3 separate regions of the Mus musculus genome follow, and regions 1 and 2 are each linked to region 3. The links are chromatin contacts, called in public ChIA-PET and Hi-C maps. All regions are on one chromosome and are shown on one strand. Each heading gives the region's core, a stretch centred on a gene start, on an enhancer-like site or on the middle of the called end of the contact. The rest is flanking DNA. Distances are from core to core; before and after follow the strand shown. Region 1 holds the start of Cnn2 (calponin 2). Region 2 holds the start of Ncln (nicalin). Region 3 holds the start of Mob3a (MOB kinase activator 3A).

Region 1 (4,903 bases), core at 679-3,178, 710 kb before region 3:
GAACTCACTCTGTAGAGCAGACTGGAGTCGAACTCACAGAGAACCTCAAGAGTGCTGGGTGGGACTAAAGACGTGCCACCACCACCCAGCTACATGGAATGTTAAATTCCATTCATTTTCGATCTCAGGACAGAGTTCTAATACACTAAGCTGCTAGAAATCCAGAATCTTGGGATCTGGGGTGTTTGGGGTTTTGTTTCTGGGATTGTAAGTCACAAAGCAGCAGGGCCAGGGTTTGAATGTGGCACACAGTCCTCTCGGCATGGAATAGTTTTCCTTATTTGTTCTTATTTCTCAACCACTTCAAAGCTCAGAAAGCTCTTCTGAGCTCAGGGGCGGGACAGAAGGAGGGAGTGGCTGGCCTTGCTGCTGGGCGGGAGCAGAGATGTGGCTATACTTCACAGCATACACAGTGTTTTGTTCAAATTTCAGCCCCTGTTAAGAAAATGAGGGAAGTTGGACTCATCTACTCATTTTTTTTTTTTTTGAGTGCCTGTCTGCGCACGACGCGCATGCAGTGCCTACAGCGGCCAGATGGGGGCGTCGGGTCCCCTGAAGCTGGAGTCACAGAAGGCTGTGAACACTGGGGGTGTGTGTGAGGGCTGTGTATGTGGATACAGGTGCGCTGCAGATGGAGAAGAAAGGAGGCGAGGAGGGTGGGCTGGGGAGATGGCTCAGGTCTGGGGAAATAGCTGCTCTTGCAGAGAACCTGGTTGTGGCACCTGCAGTTGCTGTCTCAGTGCTCAGCACAGTGGCCTGGATGCCCTGATACCCTGCTAAGCCTGTGTGCACCCCACACAGCATGGCCGCTCTTGACAAGTGCTTTCTTTAACTATTCCAAAAAGGTCTTCAGTGTCCCGACACCTGGGGCTTCCTGCCTGGTCACAGGAACCTGTGTTGTCCACAGTTTGGGACCATCTGGAGTCCGGTGCTCCACTGTACAAATTCAAAAACTCCAGCAGAGCCCAGAGAGGAAGGATTTGTCTAAATCACAGAAACCCAGAGAGGTGGGAAGAAAGCCACCCTTTAGAAGTATCCAACCACTGGGCGTGGTGGCGCACGCCTTTAATCCCAGCACTTGGGAGGCAGAGGCAGGTGAATTTCTGAGTTCGAGGCCAGCCTGATCTACAGAGTGAGTTCCAGAGAAATCCTGTCTCGAAAAAACTATGCTTCCGTCCTATGGCCAAGGCCTCTCTGTCAAGCCCTGAGACTCCCAGCATCTGTCTGCCTGTGTTCCGTGGGGCAGGACCAGCCCCTCAGGAATCAACTTGATCCATCTACAGACTCAGGTTGAGCTCAGGCACTTACTGAAAGGATATCATCCTCAGCCACTCCACCCTCACACAGTCAGCCAGCAACCCTCAGCCCTTCTGGGAGCCCCACCCCGACCTCCAACCGATCGCCTTCTCCCACCCTCCATATTTTGCACTTGGTGTTCTAGCAGAAAGCCTTTTCCCTTTGGACTGAAAAACTCATCCATCAGTGCTCCAGCTCCCGAGGCCTCCTTCTCTGAGAAGCTCCCCTCGAGAATCCTGTCTATGCCGCCCCTGCCCCTTCCCACTGAGATGTTTGGAGAGGGAGCAAGATTCTGGTAAGTGCCGGTAGTGGCAGAGAAGGTTTCTAGCCAGATTTTAGGATTTAGGGTCCCACCGAACAGTTTTCTGTCTCTCACTATGATACAGGAGGAGTAAACTGACTTCTGGCCCAGGTCGGAAGCCCACGCCCTTCGCTGCCTCAGTTTCCCGCAACTACAAACGGGACGGCGGGCCCCTCCTGATCGGCCGGGATGCTAGGGTGGCTCCGGCGGGCGGGGGTCCCGGCGGCCGAGGGGGGCTCAGGAAGTCGCGGCCACAGGAATTCGGCGCTTCCACGCCTTATAAGGACATTTGCTCTGCCAGCCAATCGGCGGCGGGGGCGGCGCTCAGCCCCGTCCCGGGCCGTCCGCCCGCAGCCCGACCCTCTGCCGGTCCCGCTGGTCCTCCTGTCCCGCTCCGGGGTCCCGCGCCATGAGCTCCACGCAGTTCAACAAGGGCCCGTCCTACGGGCTCTCGGCCGAGGTCAAGAACCGGGTGAGTGGGTTGCGGGGCTTGCCAGCCTCGAACGCACGACCAATGGGAGCGGGGCTCGCCAGCCTCGAACGCGCGACCGATGCATGAGCCGGGACAGCTGGGCTTTGCTTTACCCTGATATCCGGAGGGTCTGGGGTGCTGTGGGAAGCTGTGGCGTCTGGGAGGCTGGGGACCCATTTTATCCGCATCCTGAATGTCACCTCCAGCCCCGCCCCTGGACCTCTCAGTCCCCGGCGCCCCGGGCTTCCTGCACTCTGTGCCCCTTGCAGGATGTAAGAAAGTTAAGGTCCGGGAGAGAGAAAGCGAGCACACGAGCGATCCGGGCGTCTGAGAGTGCCCCCTGAGGCCCCATCTTCATTACCTGTCGAAACTTCCGTTTCATCTAAGCCACTTAAGTTGGGGACAGGGAAGGGGGCGGGGCCGGTGGCCTTCTTAACAGGGTGTGGTCCGTTCCAGGACTCCCACACACACCTGGGAAAGGGCTCACTGAGAGGAACCGCAAATGCAGGAGAACACTGAAGTCACCAGTTTCGGAGGGACATCTGGGGAGCCATACAGCAAGGTGTCCTGAGCTGATGAGGGAGACACTGATCCCAGACTTAGGGGGCTCAGGCCTGACATCCTGAAACCTTCTAGATAGATCCGCCAACCACACGCACACACCTGGCACCTGGGAATGCAAGTTTCACAGTCAGCTAAAGCCAAGCAACCTGCCTAGGCACGCTGAAGCTACCAGTCGGACCCACCTCCGACTGGCACCTGCCAGGTCCCTACAAGTGACACGAGAGGCATACCTACCTCATGCCACCCATGTGCTATCCTCAGCCTGCTAGAGACAAGTTGCTATTTCACTTCCCACCCTGGGCTCAGAGAGGTTGCTCTAGCTCCCCAGAGACACACAGCATTCTGACGACCCTGCCCAATTCTTCCTGGACAGACTGGACATCTCCCTGGAACAGAGAAAGTGAAAGAAAGAGTCAGGACAGCCCTAAGGATAGAGTTTTAGGAGCTGGGTGGGGCCAGGGACAGGTCAGCACTTGCTCAGGGGATGAGCTCTCAGATCCCCTCCAACTGTGGAGCTGGGAAGTGGACCCCCCCCCCCCAGTAGCCTGCAGGGGTCACAGAAGGGTTGCATCGTCCACTGGGAGGGGGGATCCGGAGACTTTTCTGCCTGACCTATGTGCCTCAGTTTACCCCCCTAGCTGGCCCATATCCCGTGGGACTTTGTTCGGTCCAGTTGAGGAGCCTGGCCACTGGGGAACAGCTGGTCTTGATTTAGACCCGGGAGGCCACCGCATTCCTGGTAGTTTGTGGCCTGCGGGCAGGAATGCGCTGAAGGGCAGTGGGGAGGGAGGTGGCCGCAGCGGGCGGGACTGAGCCCCTGCCCTCCTCCTTGGTCCTCAGAGTGGCTAGGGACGTGGCACAGCTGGACCAGGCATGCTTGGCGTCCCTGGCCGACCCCTGTTCCCCTCTGGGCTGTCCTTGCTTTTTCCTGTGGGAACAGCTGCCCCGACTGCCCCTGCACCCAGCTAATCCCACTTCGAAGGATTTTAAAAGACAGGAAGGGGAGAGGGAGCGCCTGACAGCGAACTCTTACACAAACCAGTCCATATAGGAAACTGCCGGGCATGGTGGCGCACGCCTTTAATCCCAGCACTCGGGAGGCAGAGGCAGGCAGTTTTCTGAGTCGTAGGCTAGTGGTCTACAAAGTGAGCTCCAGGACAGCCAGGGCTACACAGAGAAACCCTGTCTCGAAAAACCGGGGGGGGGGGGGCCGGGGGACTGGCGGATGGAGAGATGGATGGGAGCACTGATTGCCCTTTTGAAGGACCCAGCAGCACTGTGACTCCAAAATCTCACACCCTCACACAGACACATAAAGTAAAGATTAAAAAAAAAAAAAAAAGAATACTGCACTCCTTTAATCCTGTGTGAATCTCTGACCTGGTCTATATAGAGAGTGAGAGCAGAGAACCCCCCCCCAAAAAAAAAGAAAGAAAGAAAGAAAGAAAGAAAGAAAGAAAAAATGAAAGGAAGGAAAGAAAGAGATGGGGAAACTGAGGCCAGGAGAGTTGAGTTTTTTTTTCACTGCCCACACAGGGCAGCTCTCCTGCTGCCTTGAGAACATGAGAGAAATCTGTAGAGGGAGCGCCCGCCGGGGGGCTCCCAGCGTGGTGCGGCTCCCAGCGCGGCGCATCGGTGGGAAGTTGAGTATGTAGGTCGGGCCTCCTCGGAGGTCGGCCAGCTGGAATACTGCTCAGCCACGAAAAAGAACAGGCCTCTACAAGTGTCAGTAGTGAACCTTCTGGATGCAAAGCCCTCTGCCTATAGGAAGTGCTCAGACACTGTGAGGATGGACTGGCGCTGGACCACCAGCTGAGCTGGTGCTGAGTGCTGGTGCTGGTGCTGACTTAACACAGCCTGTTGCTTTCATCCCCAGCACACCAAGGTGACACGTGTCATCCTGCTCTAGGGAGGTGGCGGCAGGAGGTGGCGGCAGGAGGTGGCCTGGGCTTTCAGACACCCTTCTTGCCCCGCTGTCTCTGGCCTCATCTACGAGGCCACTCCCACGGGGGCGTGTCTGCTTCTCACCTCAGTCCTAGCTCTTTGCTCTTCCAGCTCCTGTCCAAATATGACCCCCAAAAGGAAGCAGAACTCCGAAGCTGGATAGAGGGACTCACGGGCCTCTCCATTGGCCCTGACTTCCAGAAGGGTCTGAAAGATGGGGTTATCCTATGCACGTGAGTGTTTATCAGCGCACAAGGGCATCGCCCCTGAGCGCTCCTCAATGCATGGCTGCTGTATGTTGTATGTTTCTGGTTTTTTTTTTTTTT
Region 2 (4,656 bases), core at 300-2,799, 790 kb after region 3:
TCTCAACAAGGCCCAGGGGAAGTTGGGTAAGGAGAGGTGCGGAAAGGCTGTGGAGTGGCCAGGGGCTGAGGAACTCAAAGAACTTATGCCCAGGGTTTCTAAAGACCTGCTCTGGCTGGCTGCCCCATCACGAGTCCTCCAGGGTGTAGACAAGATGCAAGAGCCCATTAGTTCTTAACCAGCCAAGGATGGGTGAGAAAGTCACGTTAGGCATCTGGTCCACAATACATGAGCTTATTCACAGACCGGCCCACCCAAGATTCTGTGCATGTGAGACCCAGACATGGAAATGCATGGTCTAGGAACTGCCCTCCAGATCGCGGAATGCTCTGGAACAACTGTGGGAGCTCAGAAGCTATGCTTCACAGCTTAGTGGTGTCCACGGTTCCCCCGCCATCAGTGACACCCCACAGTGGCAGTTTAGCAGGTGGCCCTTCCGAAGATACCAGGCCACAAGGATCTGCAAGCAAATGCTTACGACATTGGGACACCTGGCCACCTACTCCTTGGCCTAGGGTAAGGTCCCCCACCCCAGGGTGCTCTACATGCCAGGGCACTGTTCTGGGGCCACTGTTCTGGGTCCTGCAAGGTGCTGGGCAGCCACCTGGCCTCGACCCCTTAGAGCTCCCCGAGCTGGGGCAGCAACATGACCCCTGCCATGGCAACACAGTTTTAAAGAGAAATTAATGCAATTCTGGGTATAGGGGCCACATAGGCTTGGGTGCACACACCAGGCTGCCACACCCGCTCAAAAATGGGGGCCCGGCCTTGGCATTCAGGCAAAGACAGTATCAAGGCTGAGAGGCAAACCAAAGAGCAGGGTGCGGGAAGCTCTGAGAGGCCCCAAACCTAGGCATGGGGACAGAGATCCTGGGGAACCCTGGCGAGGAGTGGGGAGCAGAGCAAAGGGGTGAAAGTATGGTACTGTGGGAACCAAGGCCCCAGGAAACCCCAGGACACCAGGCCCGGGGGCTGACGCCGGCCTGAGAGTGGTCTGAGGCAACCGCTGACAGAGAGGGATCAGGGTGACATGGGATCGAGGAGAGATAGGAATCAGGGTGGCGATGATGGGATGGGGTGACAGGAGTCAGTGAAACAGCAGGGGAACTGAGGGAACAGAGCTGCCAGGAACAGTAAGTCAATGGGGAGACCGGGATAGCAGTCGGAGTTCCTCTGCCTGACAGTGGGAGGATCGCAGTGACTGGGGGACTAGTGTGGCAGTAAGGGGGACGGCGGCGTCAAGAGAAGAGGTCAGGGGTCGCGCACCGTATGGCTGGCCCTGCAGGTCGTACTGCTGCATGCGGTACACGGTGAACTCGTGCGCGGCGTCGGCGGCGGGCAGCGGCGGCGCCACGAGCAGCAACACGGCGGGCAAGAAGACGATAAAGCCGAGTGGCAGGCACGACGCCTTCAGCACGTTCTCGAGCACCTCGCCCGCTTCCTCCAACATCCCGGCGGGCGGCAGGCCGCAAAGGCGGCAGCGACGGAGGGCGACGGGAAGCGGCCGAGGCTCGGCGGACTCAGCTCGGCATGGGCGGCTGCTGAGGTCCTTCGGGGAGAGCCACGAACAGCCCGCGCCTGCCCTAGGGTCCTTCGGGCAGCACTGCGGACGGCCCTGTCTGCCGCGCCGCCTTCTGGGAAATGTAGTCTTTCTTGTGAGCGAGCCTCGTTTTAAACGGCTCCGCGCGCTGTGGAACCCTGGGAGTTGTAGGCACACTTAGACTCGCACTAGGGCCTCTCGGAAGCTGTGACAGTCCTTATGCGCGGAGCCCCCTGGAAGTTGTAGTCCCACTGTGCCGCTCCTAGAAGCTATGGTGGACAATCTACTGCTACTGAACTCATCCAAGCCGCAAAACACAGATGACTTACAAAGCTATTAAAAACCATTCCCAGTAAATCTTGTTTAAGCCCCATGTTTGGAGTCGTTAATGAAAGGACAATCCAAAACCTAAAGTGCAGGACGTGACCGTTCGACCCGGAAAGATGTAGGAAAGGAAAGAGAAAGTGCCCGCCTGGTGCCTTGTTTCTCTGGGAATTGTAGTCCTATCGGGCAAGCACAAAGGAATATGGGAACTAGAGTCGTTCTTTTAGTCTTTGAAAGGAGAGGGGATTAGAATGCGAGAAAATAAAATAAAATAAAATAAAAGAGAAAGAGAGAGAGGTGAGGCCTTTGTCTTGAAGGTGCTAGCTCTCTGATCACAAGACACTCTGACTACAGGTGTTCTACAGGATTTAAGTGAATGAGTGAAAAGCTGGTTAAAAAAATAATATTCGGGGCAGGTGGTAAGGTAGGAAGGCAAGAATTGGCGCGGACTTTAATGGCAGTGGGGAGATCAAGATAGCTAAAATGAGACTAGTGTGACGATGGGAGGTCTTTAGTATCCCTGTTCATACTTGGGACATATTTAACCTAACATTTTTGGTTTGCCCTATTGCAACTTCAATGGATTTGACTAGTCCCTGTGTCTTGGGGTAAGTTAAGATGTGAATTAAAATTATATGTCACTCACACCTCTAGAAATACAATAAATAAGAAATAAAAGACCAGACACTGCCACCCACCCACTGGCAGCCACAGGTGGGAATTTGATATGCAAACTGGCATGAACTGACTTTGAGTAAGATTCGCGACTGGTGAGTGCTGGCTTTCGAAGCCTGTGGAGAACTTGGGGATGGTGCCTTCTCTGAAGACCATTTGCCTTAGGTAAGAAAACAGATTCTAAGACTCAAACTTGTGGTCCTTTCCCCCGGGTGAGTGATAACTGCCAACTGTATACCGAGGCCACAGACAATCAGAACTGAAAGTGTAGAAAAGAAAACAGATGATGTGTGTCCAACAGCGTGAACTTCTGCCATCTATAACTGTGACAATCCCTACCATCCTAGAGTCACTGCCAGCGCGCCTCGGTTACAATACACTGAGAAACGGAATGTGGAGGTTTCGTTCATTTTAATGAATTTTATGCAGCCATGCATGGCTTGCAGCTGCACTATCACATGGTAGGGTCCACAGCTCCCTGCCACAGCATATCTCCGTGATTCAGAACAGGAAGGGCGAGGCTGCGGGGTTACAGGACCAGTTGAGATTGCCCCAGACCTGGAGTGGGTGGCTCTATCCTCCCCACACAGAGACAGAGAACCTGAACTGGAGGAGGGAGGCCATCGGGGGCAGGCTGCTTGTCCCAATGTAGAAGTCATTGAGAAGAGGGGTGGATGACAGACTGGTGTGCCCTCCAGGCCCCCTTTCATTCTTAAACACGTCAAGTTGCCCTCAAACAAATGGTGCAGGTCCACCCCCATCCCAGCACACCCCCAAAGCACTGTATACCAGTGGGTATGACCAGGAGACACATTACAGTAGCCTGGGCATTGACCTGAACACATGTGACTAAGACAGAACCACAAAGCTCTGTCCTGTCCATGGCCTCGGACATGGCACATCCCCTTTGCTGCCTGGGCGGGGGGGAGGGGCCCTTCAAGGCCCAGACTCACTGGCTCTGGCTCCAGCCACTCTCTGCCAAACATTCATCACGGGGAATTTTGTGGAAGGAACCCGGGGCTTGCTGTCATGTTCTCAGTCACCATCAGGCAAGGTTCTTGTGTCCTGTCCCTTCTCACCTCGTCTGGGAGGGCCTGCTCAGTGGGCAACTGGCTGGTCCAAGCTCTAGGTGCTGCGGACGCTGGAAATGCTGGACAGCGGCTCTCTCATCCTGAAGCTGAGTGACCGAGAAGTCCGAAAACTGTCCCTGGGCCTCAGGGAGCTGTCAGTGGTGGATGCACCGGAGTGGGCCTCGGTGATCCGGGTCAGGCAGTCTCCTGGACCTCGCAGACCTAGCCAGAGACAGCCGCAGCACAGGAAGGCCAGCACAGCGCGCTGCACCTCACGGCTGCGGAAGGAGTAGATGAGAGGATTAATGGCTGAGTTGAACACGGCCAGGGCCAGGATCCAGTCCATGCCACGCAGGTACTCCTGGGCCCAGACATTAGAACCAAAGATGTCAGCCAGGAGCAGGCCAAACAGGGGACCCCAGCACACCACAAAGGCCACCAAGATCATCAGCACGGTGTTGAGTAGCCTGCGGGACTTGCGGCGGGCAGGAGGACGTGGAGACTTCTGCCCATTGGCTCGGACCACTCTAAAGATGGCCCCGTAGAGGCTCAGGATAGCCACTAGGATGAGGGCGAAGACCACCACACAAAAGAGCACATAGCCCTTGGAGTAGAGGGGCAGCAGGCTGGAGCAGCGTGGGAAGGCGCACACACAGTTCCAGCCCAGCAGGGGCAGCAGGCCCAGGATAGCTGCCAGTAGCCAGCACAGACCGATGCAGCCATACACACGGCTGGTCTTGGTGGCCCCACTCTCAGCCACCCGCACCATGGTGGCGAAGCGCTCGCCGGCCGTGAAGAGCAGACTGAAGGTGGATGCGGCCAAGGCCATGAAGAGCAGGCCCTCCCGCAGGAACCAGTGCACCGGTGACAGCTGGAAGGTACGAGTCCCTGACAGCAGCACGTTGACCACGTAGGCCAGGCCTGTGAGCAGGTCACTCAGTGTGATGTTCAGCAGGCAGTAGTACACCCAGCGGCGGGACCGCATGTAGATGGCGATGGCGGCCAGCACCATGGCGTTCTCCAGCACCACCAGGCAACCTGCGGCCA
Region 3 (4,454 bases), core at 266-2,765:
CGTTCACTCCGCCCTAACATTGAAATTAATTCTACTTTGGGGTAGGGCTTATCACCCCCCTCCTCCAATACTGGGGAGGAACCCAGGCTCATACACACCCTAAGTTAATGTTCTGCTCCTGAGCCCTCACTGGGGGAATTCTAGGCGGGGCTCCACCCTGATTACACCCCCAGCCCTGTTGCTCTTTTTTTTTAAGATTTATTTTATATATGTGAGTACACTGTTGCTGTCTTTATACACACCAGAAGAGGGCATCAGATCCCATTACAGATGGTTGTGAGCCACCATGTGGTTGCTGGGAATTGAATTCAGGACCTCAGGAAGAGCACTAGCCCCCTTTTGCTCTTTTTGAGGTGAGATTTCACTAAGTGTCCCAGGCTGCCCTTGAACTTAAATGGCACTGGAATGGATCAAGATGGAGAAAGGACAGACATCAAGAAGCCCCAGGGGTGGAACTCTCTAGCCTTGTCACCTCTGCTGTTCACTGAGTTCTAAAAACAAGCCCAGGACAGGGGCGGTTAAAACCTGGTTTTCGGAAGTTCTCAGGTTATCTGCTTCTGCCTTTGTCAATGGTTAAGTCTGTGGTCTCTTTTGCATCCTGCTGCCTCCAGCTAGCACCTCTCTGAAGCCCCATCACTTACAGAGCTAGTAACCACTTCCTCCATGCTGAAGGAAGAGCTGGCTGACCTGAGAGTCCTACCTAACTGTCCCCTGACACTCCCACCCCTAGTTCCTGAGCTCCCAACTCTGCATAACGGTAGCAAATCAGAAACCAAAGTTACAAGGATACACGTGGAGCTCTGGAATAATAATTGCCCTGCCTTAACACTATGCCAACCTCTACTTGACTGTAGGCACTTTATTCTATGGAGCCTAGGGAAGGGGTGGAGGCAGGAGGGAAGAGAAAAGGCAAAGTTATTGGCGCAGACCTTTAATCTCAGCGTTCAGGAGGCACAGGCAGGGTGATCTCGCTGAGTTCCAGGATAGCCTGGGCTAAATATAAAAGGAAAGAATTAAAGAAAAGAAAAGAAAAGAAAAGAAAAAAGAAAAAGAAACTGCGGCCAAAGTTAACTTTCTGTGATCTGTTTTTGAGTCTCTCCATCCAGCCTTTCAATGGCTTATTTAGGGGAGGCCGAGGAGTGCTGAAGAGGCAGAAGTAGGGATAGAACCCAGGGCTTTCTACACACAAGGCAAATGCTTCACTCCAGAGCAAGAGCCCAGACCTTCAATGAAGTTTAACAGAAACGTGATCATTTCAAACAAATGAGTCAGCGGAGATGGGAAGGAGGATCCTATCCAGCCGCTGGAGGCTAGCCTGTGCTATCTAGGACCTCAAATATTAAACACGCTTTTGATCCATGACGCTTCCTTTCTCCCTCCTTTTGACAGATCCAGGTCCCCAGCGCCCACTCTGGGCCGGTCGCTGGACACTGTCACCCTGAGGGATGAAGTCCCGCTGCCCGCCGCCCGCCTTGGCCCTCGGAGGACCCACCTGGCTGTCCGGAACCGTCTCTCGCTTCGCCCAGTCTCCGGCCGCGCCCGCAGAGGGACACGCCCGCGGAGGGACACGCCGCACGCCCCGCCCAGGCCGCGCCCGCCAGCCGGATTTACTTCCCTTAAAGGGAAGCAGCCCGGATGGAGGTGTGGCGCCCGAGTTCGGAGGATCACGGTGTGAAAGGCAGGCGGCACTCCGCGCCCCTGGAGACCAGGACGGGCGCTGCTAATTGGCTGTAGTGGAGCGGATGAGGGGCGGGACGAGCCCTCCCTCGCTGGCTCGGGAACTGGCGCCAGCCCAAAGCGCATGCGTAAGGCGCTGTGGATGGGGTGGAGCCTGGGGACAGACTGGCATTACCAGTTGCCAATTGTAACTGGAGAGATTCAGTTACACTCTCCTGGGGAGATCCAGTAGAGCCAGCCCTGGGACAGAAGTCCGGATGGCGGTGGGGTGGGTGTGGTGACAGGCTAGAAAGGGGTGGAGCCATCCGTGGGCGGTACCAGGCCTGTAGGCGGAACCAGGCCTGGGACAGGAGTCTAATCGGGGCCTGGCCAGGTAGGGGCGGAGCCATCCGTGGGCAGGCGCTGTCTTTTTTTTTTTTTTCGAGACAGGGTTTCTCTGTGTAGTCCTGGCTGTCCTGGAACTCACTTTGTAGACCAGGTTGGCCTCGAACTCAGAAATTCGCCTGCCTCTGCCTCCCAAGTGCTGGGATTAAAGGCTTGCGCCATCAGGCCCGGTGGGCGGGACATGTCTAAGCGGGGCGGGACCAGAGTTGGAAGCATGATCAGGCCCGGGCAGGGGATGGCGCGGCCAGGGTCCACAGCGCGAGCTGTTGGTTGGTGCGGCGTGGCAGGGCGTGGCGCGGGAGGCACCGTTGGTTGGTGCGCGGCTGGAGGGTGCGGCGCTGGCGGCGCCGATGTTTGGGCAAGGCAGGCTGGGCCAGGCCATGGCCCTGCTGTTGTTTCTGGGCATGACAGCGGCGCTGGCCCGGGGCTGCCTGCAGTGCGACCCCAATTTCGCGGAGAAGTTCTCCTTCTATCGTCACCACGTGAACCTCAAGTCGTGGTGGGTGGGTGACATTCCTGTGTCGGGGATGCTGCTCTCCGATTGGATCCAGAACACGATGAAGGAGCTCCATCTGGCCATTCCTGCTGAGATCAGTGAGCGGCGGAACCCATTCCAGGGTCAGAAGAGCAGCAGGGAACCGGGCAGGGCCACTCATTTGCTTGCTTTTTCCTCCTGCCCTTAGCCCGGAAGAAGCTATATCAAGTAGCAGAAGCCGTGTACCAGAGGATGGACCAGCTGTACCAGGGGAAGATGTACTTCCCAGGTAAAAAGAGAAACAGGTGGGGCCGGTGCGAGCTGCTACGCACCTGAACTTGACCGTTCTGCTGTGACTCTCACATCAGGGTATTTCCCCAATGAGCTGCGGGCCATCTTCCGGGAGCAAGTGCGCCTCATCCAGAACGCCATCATAGAGAGTGAGCAGTGGGCTCCACAGAGGGGAAGATGATCATGGCCGCTGGCACTTCAGGGCTAGGGGCACTGGAAACAGGGCTCAGGGAGGAGTGACTCTGCAGGAGGCCCTTTTGCATAAATGTTTGCTAGCATGCCCATCACCCCCTTATTTCTGTCAAACTAGTCTCCTGGTGGCACCTAGGAACAATGGAACCATCCTTCCCTTAGGTTATCCCCATCTTTCACTGCAACTGACCCCTTCCTACATCCATGAAACTCATGTAGCACAAGCGTGTAATCCCAGCACTCAGAAATGAGGGAACGAGGCAAGAAGATTGCCACAAATCACAAGGCAGCCTAGGCTACCTTCTCTGTGCTAGGGTATCCTGGGCTACAAAAACAAGTGGGGCTGAGGTGTTGAGCTCTGGGCCTTGTCAGAAAGCACTATCCTGTTATGTCCTCCCCTCCCCAGGCCGCATTGACTGTCAGCGTCACTGTGGTAAGTGAACCATGGTCCAGGCTAAGGGCCACAGTGGCAGTGGCCCAGGCTGGGGAGGGCCCAGGGGAGTCTGGGGCTGCTTCTCATATATTGCAGGTATCTACCAGTACGAGACCATCTCCTGCAGCAACTGCACGGACTCCCACGTCATTTGCTTTGGCTACTACTGCAAGTATGGCTCATGCAGCAATCCCACTGCCCCTGGGGTCCTAGGCAAGGAAGGGGACCAGGGCCTTGGGGATACCCCACCACCAAGTCTTGTGTTCCCCCCCCCCACCCCAGGTCATCGGCACAGTGGGAGTCAGCTGTACAGGGCCTTCTGAAATACATGTGAGCTGGGGCTTATTGGGTACCAGGACATGGAGAGGGAGACACCAAGGGAGGCCACTTGGTCCCCTGACTCCAAACCTACTGTCATTGTAGAAACACCTGGCACAAGTAAGTTCCTGCTGGAATCCAAGGTTGTGTGTGCCTTATGATGAGGGGTTGAAGCTTGCCAAGGCTCAGGAGGACCTTGCCCACACCCTTCAAAGGTCTCCAAGTTCAGCTGGAGGAAGGGGGCAAGCCATCCTGGCTGAAGGGTCTTCATGAAACCTATTCTTCCCTGAATTGGTGTGGTGGCAGACCTGGAGGGTCTAACTGGAGCCCCATTCTATTTCAGACAGGATGAAAAGATGAGGTAAGACCAGGCCTTCCACTTGAGAGGGAGGAGTGAGGTGAGGAGCGGGGTATGGGGAGTGGGGAGAGGGATGGAGTGAGGAGGTGTGTGGGTAAGAGTGGGAGGGGATGCTGGGCAGGGTGGGTAAGAGCGGGAGGGGATGCTGGGCAGGGCTGTGTGCCTGAGGGCACACTGGCCATCTGTAGTCACACCTGCCTGTGTGGTCAACGCACTGCCTGAACCATGCTGTGTTTCTTCCCTGCGGCCTCAACTTGGATGTGCAGAACCACCCCAGCCTTGTGAGTGAGCTGGGGAATAAGGCTACAAAGAAGCAGGTGACCTGT

Evidence for each region. A called contact is a pair of places that touch in the nucleus more often than the background predicts. ChIA-PET counts read pairs in DNA pulled down with a chosen protein or histone mark.
Region 1: an RNA polymerase II ChIA-PET map of memory CD8 T cells shows a contact between it and region 3, with 164 read pairs. The contact joins the promoter of Cnn2 here to the promoter of Mob3a in region 3. A contact is called at or near these places in 2 of 39 promoter capture datasets (liver and pre-B cells), 2 of 484 Hi-C or Micro-C datasets (CD4 T cells and uterus), 3 of 115 datasets of contacts at active chromatin or transcription factors (bone marrow-derived macrophages, memory CD8 T cells and pancreatic cancer cells) and 2 of 9 other capture datasets (adipose tissue and liver).
Region 2: a Hi-C map of CD4 T cells shows a contact between it and region 3, with 4 times the contacts expected there. The contact joins the promoter of Ncln here to the promoter of Mob3a in region 3. A contact is called at or near these places in 1 of 484 Hi-C or Micro-C datasets (CD4 T cells) and 2 of 115 datasets of contacts at active chromatin or transcription factors (bone marrow-derived macrophages and pancreatic cancer cells).

What each region holds. Positions count from the first base shown.
Region 1 is chr10:79,986,672-79,991,574 of GRCm38.p6, forward strand. Cnn2 (calponin 2) reads left to right here and starts at 1,929. Exons shown (of 7, transcript NM_007725.2): 1 at 1,929-2,069; 2 at 4,689-4,810. The coding sequence starts at 2,007.
Region 2 is chr10:81,494,814-81,499,469 of GRCm38.p6, forward strand. It overlaps Ncln (nicalin), which reads right to left and starts at 1,550. Exons shown (of 14, transcript NM_134009.3): 1 at 1,267-1,550. The coding sequence starts at 1,450. S1pr4 (sphingosine-1-phosphate receptor 4) reads right to left here. Exons shown (of 1, transcript NM_010102.2): 1 at 2,932-4,656. The coding sequence ends at 3,665.
Region 3 is chr10:80,700,305-80,704,758 of GRCm38.p6, forward strand. Mob3a (MOB kinase activator 3A) reads right to left here and starts at 1,516. Exons shown (of 4, transcript NM_172457.2): 1 at 1,493-1,516. Izumo4 (IZUMO family member 4) reads left to right here and starts at 2,389. Exons shown (of 10, transcript NM_027829.3): 1 at 2,389-2,655; 2 at 2,745-2,825; 3 at 2,905-2,976; 4 at 3,426-3,452; 5 at 3,549-3,624; 6 at 3,735-3,782; 7 at 3,876-3,890; 8 at 4,114-4,131; 9 at 4,395-4,409. The coding sequence starts at 2,412.